Linked DNA regions of Zea mays: all the other regions are linked to region 1. A link is a contact called in public Hi-C data. All regions are on one chromosome and are shown on one strand. Each heading gives the region's core, a stretch centred on a gene start, on an enhancer-like site or on the middle of the called end of the contact. The rest is flanking DNA. Distances are from core to core; before and after follow the strand shown. Region 1 holds the start of LOC100217312 (F-box protein PP2-B10). Region 2 holds the start of LOC103627883 (phosphate transporter PHO1-2). Region 3 holds the start of LOC100285265 (casein kinase I).

The links. Hi-C and Micro-C count contacts between places; a contact is called where the count stands out from the background.
Region 2: a contact with region 1 is called in a Hi-C map of leaf mesophyll, with 2.2 times the contacts expected there. The contact joins the promoter of LOC103627883 here to the promoter of LOC100217312 in region 1. A contact is called at or near these places in 13 of 25 Hi-C or Micro-C datasets (bundle sheath, ear, endosperm and 5 more) and 2 of 3 datasets of contacts at active chromatin or transcription factors (leaf and seedling).
Region 3: a Hi-C map of ear shows a contact between it and region 1, with 1.7 times the contacts expected there. The contact joins the promoter of LOC100285265 here to the promoter of LOC100217312 in region 1. A contact is called at or near these places in 2 of 25 Hi-C or Micro-C datasets (ear and leaf).

What each region holds. Positions count from the first base shown.
Region 1 is chr5:223,652,108-223,654,809 of Zm-B73-REFERENCE-NAM-5.0, forward strand. LOC100217312 (F-box protein PP2-B10) reads left to right here and starts at 1,444. Exons shown (of 2, transcript NM_001143658.1): 1 at 1,444-1,947; 2 at 2,183-2,702. The coding sequence starts at 1,505. It overlaps LOC100272405 (Trimeric LpxA-like enzyme), which reads left to right. Exons shown (of 16, transcript XR_553885.4): 15 at 1-24; 16 at 555-898.
Region 2 is chr5:223,480,695-223,483,403 of Zm-B73-REFERENCE-NAM-5.0, forward strand. It overlaps LOC103627883 (phosphate transporter PHO1-2), which reads right to left and starts at 1,380. Exons shown (of 15, transcript XM_008648190.2): 1 at 875-1,380; 2 at 613-687; 3 at 88-379. The coding sequence starts at 1,117.
Region 3 is chr5:223,435,228-223,437,927 of Zm-B73-REFERENCE-NAM-5.0, forward strand. LOC100285265 (casein kinase I) reads right to left here and starts at 1,256. Exons shown (of 14, transcript NM_001158159.2): 1 at 730-1,256; 2 at 539-579; 3 at 390-459; 4 at 112-260. The coding sequence starts at 805.

The DNA of each region.
Region 1 (2,702 bases), core at 194-2,693:
GATCTGATTTGAGTGGGTCTCTCGGTGAGTTCTCGCGAGCAGCAAGTTTTGCAACCTGTAATTGCCTGTACATCAACACAACACAATTTTGTCCCTAACCGCAACTGGTGGAGAGTAGCAAGGAGCGATTTGGCGTGAATGAACCAAAATGATCCCAGTGTAGATGACATGCTATAACTGTGCTATCTTTGCTTGGTTGACGCTTGGGCGAAGTCTTCGCCACATTTGTTTAACTGGCCATCACCTGTTTCTTGGCACCCAGCCGGCACTCGCACAGATCTTTAATAAAAGCTTGTTTAGATATGGCCCCCCTTTTTTTATCTTCTTTCTGGTGAGAAATGTAGTGGGAAAGAAACAATGGAGGCTTCTTCTCCGAAAGGTCCCAGTGGATCATGTGGGTTGCGTAGATCAGGCACTAATCTTACCTCAAAAGGGGCACAGTTTGCTTAAAGCACGCTCTTTTGCCCCGAAAACCTTTGATGTTTCTTTATTTTTTTTCGCCCTAGTTCCCTGATAGCCCTGCTTGCTTTGTGAAACAACTGAACAATGGGCAGCAAAAATCGAAGGACGATGAAAAAACCAGAAGGGCCCTGGGGGCCAAAAGAAGAGGAAAAAGCCGGCAGGAGTAGCAGTGGAAGGTTGCACTTGCACTGCTGGGCTAAGCAATCTCGCTGTGCGTTCGCACATCTTCTGCAGCATGTGCTGTTTCGAGTTTATAAGCTGCATACTGTGACTAGTGTGCATTGTTTAATGTTGGTGATGGTTTTACTATGACCATGAGAAGAGAAAGCATGCAGTTTTCCTAATACTGTTTGACCTTTGTAATCTTCTGGTCGTAAAGAGTTACCGCGGAATCACACTGGACAATTCGTCGATAAGAGGAATCGCATTTTGGACTTGGGATGTGTTCTGTGCGGATAAGAGGAATCCATCTTTAGTTCTGGTTCTGACCTCACAGCCACGCTGGTCGATCGAGATCATGTCGTCGTATTGGGAAAGATTGATCGCATTTCATTTCGTCTGCCGTTTCTTCTGCGTCGTTCCTTTGCAGTCAGACGACAATTTGTGTCACACGCAAGTAAAGATGATTCTCTTTTTTTCCCGAATAGAAGAATTGCTGCTCTGAAATATCCATATGTATGTGCTGAGAGGTGAGGTATGAAGCCAACCATGTCAGCAGCCCATGGAGCAAAAAGGTTCTGTGGGGGCAGAGGAGATCTCGGGCCGAGAAAAAAAAAGAGGAGAGGAGGTCGCATTTCCGGTTTAATAAAACGGCGTTCCGAGTCAGCACGTACACAGCAACGGCCTCCGACCGGACCCAGCGAAGCAACCGCTCCAACTCCACCCGCCCGCGCGGCCCGGCTGCTGAGCCTTAGCCCTTAAGCTTGCCCCTTATATTAAGCTAGCTGCGCGCGCAGCCGCCGCCGTCACTCAACCGAGACCCGACGTGATCATCACACACACACACCGGCGACGCGGACGTACGTACGAGTACTCTGCGTGCATGGCGACGGAATCGGCGGCGGAGATCGTCTGCCGGCTGCCGGAGCAGTGCGTGGCGCACGCCATCTCGCTGACGACGCTCGGCGACGCGTGCCACTCGTCCGCGGTGTCGCCGGCGCCCTTCAGGCCCGCTGCGGACTCCGACGCCGCCTGGGCGCGGTTCCTGCCGCCGGACCACGCGGACGACGTCCTGGCGCGCGCCGACGAGCGGCCGGTCGCCGCCGGCTGCTGCGCGTCCAAGGAAGACCCCTTCTCGCGCCTCTGCGACTGTAGCCCCGTCCTCCTGGAGGACGGGGCCACCATGGCATTGGTTCGTAACGTAGCACCAGTACGGTCGATCCGGAGCGGCGCCAGATGCTTCGTGCTGTCGGCGAGGGCCCTCAGCATTGCGTGGGGAGACGACCCTTCGTGCTGGACGTGGGCCGCTAGCCCGCCAGGGTCCAGGTGGGTCCATCACGAATGCCCATGCTGTAACGTACTACATTACCTTTTGTTTTATTTGATTCTACACACGTCTCATCATGCATGCATGCCTCCATATCTGTTCATGCATGCATGCGGGCACGTATTCCGAAGGTACTGACAAAGCACGCACTGACGTATAAGTTTGCATGACTGCATGCATGGTTCATGGTTGCATCACAAAAATTATGTCATAATCGAGTGACCGTACGATCAGGTTCCCAGAGGTGGCGGAGCTCGTGGACGTGTGCTGGCTGGAGATCAGCGGGAAGCTCAGCCTGTCGCTGCTGTCCCCGGGGACCACCTACGCGGCCTACCTCGTCTTCACCATGGCCGACGACTCGTACGGCCTCGAGTGCCACGTCGGGATGCCGCCGCCCAAGGCCACGGTCACCGTCTCCTCCGGCGGCGCTAGTGGGACGACGACGACTACGAGCAGCGGCAGCAAGGCGGTGACGTCAACGACGACGGCGGAGCACGCCATCTGCCTGCACCACATGCAGGGGGAGGAGGAGGAGGCCGCGCACCGGCGGAAGCAGCAGTACGTGCGCCTCCGCAGGGGCTACGGCGGTGGCCGGAAGACGACGGTGCTGACGACGACGCGGGAGGCCGACCCTGACATCAGGTGCCCCCGCCGGAGGGGCGACGGGTGGGCCGAGGTCGAGATGGGCGAGTTCCACGTGGCGGGCGACGAGGGCGACGCGGCGGTGGTGGAGGTCAGGGTGCAGGAGGTGGAT
Region 2 (2,709 bases), core at 130-2,629, 170 kb before region 1:
AAAAAAGGGCGGGTGGGGTTCATGTGATGGACATGGACGTGCCTGCCGGCCGGTGTGCAGTGCAGACGTGTCTATCTAGCTAGCTACCTGACATGGACTGCGGCGACGAGGCCACGAAGGGAGAAGAGAGGAGGTGCCGGCCGCTGTTGGAGCCGTCCACGGACGGCGGCGACGAGTTCCCGCCGGTCCGGGCGAGCCGCGCGCGGCCGCGCCGGGACGACGCCGCCGCGTGGTCGGCGAGGATCCGCTTGACGTCCGCCAGGATGCGGAGCTGCTCGATGAGCGCGTCGCCGCGCGCCAGCATGTCCGCCTCCTGCGCCGCGTAGAACTTGTTCACCTTCTCCAGCTCCTCGTCCGCCCTCTCCACAAACTCTTGCTCCTGCATGCGCATAAGTATATGTACGACATGACATGGGTAAACAATTAACAAGCTAGCTAGCCGTGTGTAGTTACTGTAACTTTCTTTCTTTCTTTCTTTGTTTTTCCCTGTCCTACTTTGTTCAATCCATAACAGCTAATTAAATATAGAATGATAGTACTAATAATGAATATTACGACTGTAGTAGTAGCTAGATGATCGATCCATGGAGATCAAGGGCGAGCACTGCATACATGCTTGTCCGTGGCTCTCACGAGCTCCCCTGAATCCGATTCCAAGCTCCTCAAGGCGTCGTCGCTGCCGCCCTCCTGCGCGCAACGCAAGCGGCCGGACGCGTCAGAAACACTCGACGACCGGTCGGTCTGCGGCGGCGACGACGTACGTACGTACGTACACGAGCACGACCGACACAACAACGAACAGTATGTAGCACAAGCGAGCGCCGGGCGGCTGGGGCGAGCGAGAGAGAAGCTAAGGGCGACGGCGACGACGTACTGGCGAGGCCGGGGGCGTGGCGTTGTTGAAGTGGGAGGCGAGGGCGCGGACGGGGTCGAGGACGGAGAAGCCATAGGTGGTGGTGGTGGCGTCGTCGTGGTCGTTGCTGGTACTACGGGCAGCGCGGTCGCGGCGGGCGATCTTGATCCTCTTGACGAGCTTCTTGAGGCCCTTGTAGTCGACGAAGGCGGCCTTCCACTCGGGGATGATGCTGGCCTCGTACTCCCGCGAGAACTTCACCATCGTGGGATCCGCCTCGAGGGGTCGACAGGGACAGGGACCGGTATGTAGGAGTGGTGGCGGAAGCAACCCTGCCTGGCGCGCGGCTTATATAGGTGGAGATGGATATGGAGGAGGAAGAAGAGTGGTTTGCCGCTCGCTAAGAGAGAGAGCTAGTGCGCCTGTGCGTGGTGCTGCGAGGGCAGCCTACGTACCTGCTAGGCTAGCCTAGCCCAGCCAGCCAGGGGATAACAATATTAGGTCGATGCAGGGGAGAAATTAAATAAAGGCGAGCAGCAGTGCAGTGCAAAGAAAGAAAGAAAGAAACTGGTGGAATGTGCATTCTGGATGCGTGTTGCGCTGCTTCGATCTAGTGGAGATCGAGCTTGCACTTGCAGTTCATTATTCATGCTGCGCATGCTCCCACAATGCCCTCAATCACTCTCTCTATCTCTCTCACTCACACACACACATGACATATGCATGTAAAAAAAAAAACAATACATATAAATATTTTTTTTTAAAAAAAAATGCTGGTGTCCAAGGCAATGCGTAACTATAGATAGAGATACCGTACGCCGCTGAAAATACAGATACACATGTATCGATAGTGATGAATTGCGTGCTGTGAGTTGATGGGTGCTTTTATTTTGCTTGTTGGCATAAGAAAGGAAAGTGGCCGGGGGGCGGGGGCTTTCGGTTGTGCGTTCCGCGCCATCTTTCTGGCGAAAAGACAGGCGCGCGCGGATCCATGGATGGCATGGCATGCATTGGGCATCGCGAGAAGTCTGGGACTGCGTTTGCCTCTTAGCCATTGCGTTTGCGTCCCAGGAATTCAGCAGGGCCGGCCGGGCTCTCGAGTCTGGTCTGGTCTCTACGCAACGCCTGCAACTGCTAGCTGCTGGCTTCTGGCTCATCGTCGTCATCAGCAGCGTGCTCATCTTATATCTTGTTTATCAAAGTTAAGCAACGCCTGTTAACTAGTGCGGTGAGCTAGGACCAGCACAATCAGAGAGGAGGTACCAGGTGCTGGTGGTGCGGTGGTGCCTGGTGCGTGCATGCAGCCGCCCACACCGGCGGCGAGGCGAGGCTCTGACGTGGCGGTGACGCCGCGACAGCATGCGCACGCGCACCTGAGTCCTCTTCGCAGAAACTACTATGACTGAGCTTCATTAACCGTTAGTTAGCTCGTGGGATTAGATTAAAATTATTTTTGCGTTTCGCACGGGTTTTAGCGTGCATGTGTGTGTGGTCGGCGGATGCGGATGCGAGCACGAGCAAGAGGGTGAAAAAGCGGATCGCGGAGGAGTAGTATGCCAACAACCCGGATGGTGACACGACGCTGGACGACGAGCGAGTGTTCTGACTGCTGATGTGTTGCAGCGTCCCGCAACCGAAAGCACGACATACTACTGCAGTGAGCGCAGACCAGGATGGGGATGCTAACGAACGATCCAGACATCGCGTATGCATGCACGGTGGCGAGGGGACGAACATAAAACAAAGATAAAACGGGAAAAATATCTTATCTGCGGTTTCAACTTAAAATCTAATAATTGTACCTGAATCGGTATCTCGATCGAAAACCCATATAACTCAGTCGAACGACCTATGTG
Region 3 (2,700 bases), core at 6-2,505, 220 kb before region 1:
TAAGCAAGAAACGTGTTAACACTAGCAATTTCCCTATGCACATCGAACTGAGATTAACGTTAAGAAACAAACTGGAAGAGTTTGAACAAAAATCTGGGATTTAGTGTTCACCATTTGGTCAGCAAGCATGAGCACGGTCTTGAGAGAAAACTTTCTACTGCAATAGTTGAACAAGTCCTCAAGGCTAGGGCCGAGAAGATCGATCACCATCACGTTATACTCCCCCTCAACGCCGAACCACTTCAGGTGCGGAATGCCAGCTGTGACGAAACAAAAAAAAGGGGGGGAGCGGAAGGTTAGCCCAACTCGCGCATCATGCTAGCAACTAACCACAGAGTACCGTCCCAGAAGTAAAACTGGACAGGACAGGACAGGACTCTAGGGCCTACTTCCTCCTTGGAGAAGCATGTATAGCTTGGACTCGTAGTGAAGCTGCGGGTGCTTCGTCTTGACATTTTCCTGCGCAATCGAAGCAGCAATGACGAAGTAGACCAATCATATGGTAACAAGTAAATAGCAATCGGAGAGAATCCAGTACCAGCTTGACGGCGACCTCCTCTCCGGTCTGCACGTTCACAGCTGCGAGCAGCAAAGCAACAGCAAACGAAGTGAGCGCCTTTCCGAGCGACGAGAACACACGGACGGGGCCGGCATCTTATCTTATCAGTCCGTGGAGCGGGGGGGGGGGGGGGGGGGGGGGGGGGGTAGACGACAGGGAAGGGAACTCACCTAGGAAGAGCTCCCCGAACGACCCGCTCCCGATCTTCTTGCCGAGCTTGAACTTGCCTCCGACCACATGATCCATCTCGGCCCCGAGGCGAATCGAGAGGCCTCGGTCCCCGCTAGTCCGGCGAGATCCGAGCGCGGCCGAATCGAGTCGGGATTCGCGGCAGCTGCAGCTCAGCGAGGCCAGATCCGGACGGCGAGCCGAGGAATCCACGCAGCGGCTAGCTCCAATCGAACGAACGAGCAAAGCAAGGGGGATAAGAACAAAGGAGCGAGCGAGCGAACGGACAGAAGTGGAATCTAAGTCGGGCGAAAGCGGGGCGGGTCCCGGGACCGGAGAAGCGAAGCAAGCAGCGGGGGAAAACACTCCTTACTCCGAGTGGAATTCCTGGTGGCGAGGGCACGGGCGGCGGAATCCGGAAGCGGCGGGTGGGAGAGGCAGAGGGAGGGGACGGGGAGTCGAGAGAAGACGACGACAGCAAGAAGTAGAAGAGTGGGGGAGGAGACCGACGCGGAAGGGAAAAGACGGGAGGGGGCGGAAATGGGCAGCAGCCGATAAGGAAACTGAATACTACTAACTGGGAGCAGGTTCGCACAGCACAGGCAAGGCAAGGCAAGGCAAGGCAGCGGACAGCTGCGCCCGCCTTTCGCTTTGCTCTTGTTGCTCTTCGCTTTCTCTCCGGGCCGCCACTTTTTTTCTTAATAATAATATAGTGTAAAAAAATAATACTCTCGCTCATTGAAACTCTCTGCTGTTGGGACGAAGGAAAAAAACATCTTCTTTCCCTTTTCTTTGAAAGACAGCATAACTACATTACATGTGTATTTATTTTATATGCAGGTAATGAAATGGAGTATATTATATACATGTAACAGTAATTGCCTATAAACGTACAGTAATGATTAATCCATGACGGGCTGCGCGTCCCCCATCACTCGTGTCCTCTCCACCCTTTCCTTTCGTCCCATGGAATCCGGTCTCGGTTGCAATTTTAGAGCTAGTTTGACAACCCGATTTTTATATGGAATTTTCAATTTCTCGATAGAAATAAACTAATTTCCTATGAAAAAATAAAAAACTTTGGAAAATTTGGGTTTCCAAATCAGCTATTAGAATTTCACCTTCTTTTTTTTCTTCTGGACCACCCTCGTAGAATGTTGCAGTCTCCTACTACAACAATACACGTAACCTAAACCTAAACGCGCGCAACGCAAGGCATGTCCTAGCTGCAATTAGCATCGCGTCGACCAGCAGATTTCTCTCCAATCCGGGCCGGGCCGGCCCGGCTCCCGCTTCTGTTCTGCACACGTCCCCTCGGCTTCACGTGCTTCTGCGCTCGACCACGTCGCTCTGGCTTTGGCTATGCTTTGCTGTGCATCGGCGGAGTCCAACACTAGATATTTTGTCTAATAATTTAGTTCACCTACTCCACTGCAACTCTTAATTGTTTTTTTTGCATATTTTTGTCATTAATTCTCAGACCGTTTAGGTCCGATGAAAAAAATCACTTGTTGCGAACACTATTCTCAACCAACAATAAAATACATGGCATGTCTCATGTAAAAATACGGTGCAGAAAATGCATGCGTACATGGGAAGGGAGTCACGTAACTATAGTTTTATTTTGCTGAAATATAATAGCTTGTTTAGCTTGCGAGCTGACTCGTTAACAAAATGAGCTAGAATGCTAGCATAGTTTATAAAAAAATCAAACAAATTGATTCGACTCGACCATGAAATAAACGAGCCGACGAGACAAGAGCATTTTCTCCAACCCTATATTACATGTAAGGTGAAGAAAAAAAAAAGAACAGGATGGGGTAATTGAATGTAAATGAATGAAAAGGAAAAATGGTCGGCGCGGCGCGTAGCTTCCACGCAGAAACCCCTCGATCTGATGCAAAAGGTCCTGGTGCTCTTTCTTGCGATGCTTCCTTTTTATCTTCTTCTGTTTTACAAGCGAAAGCCCTGCA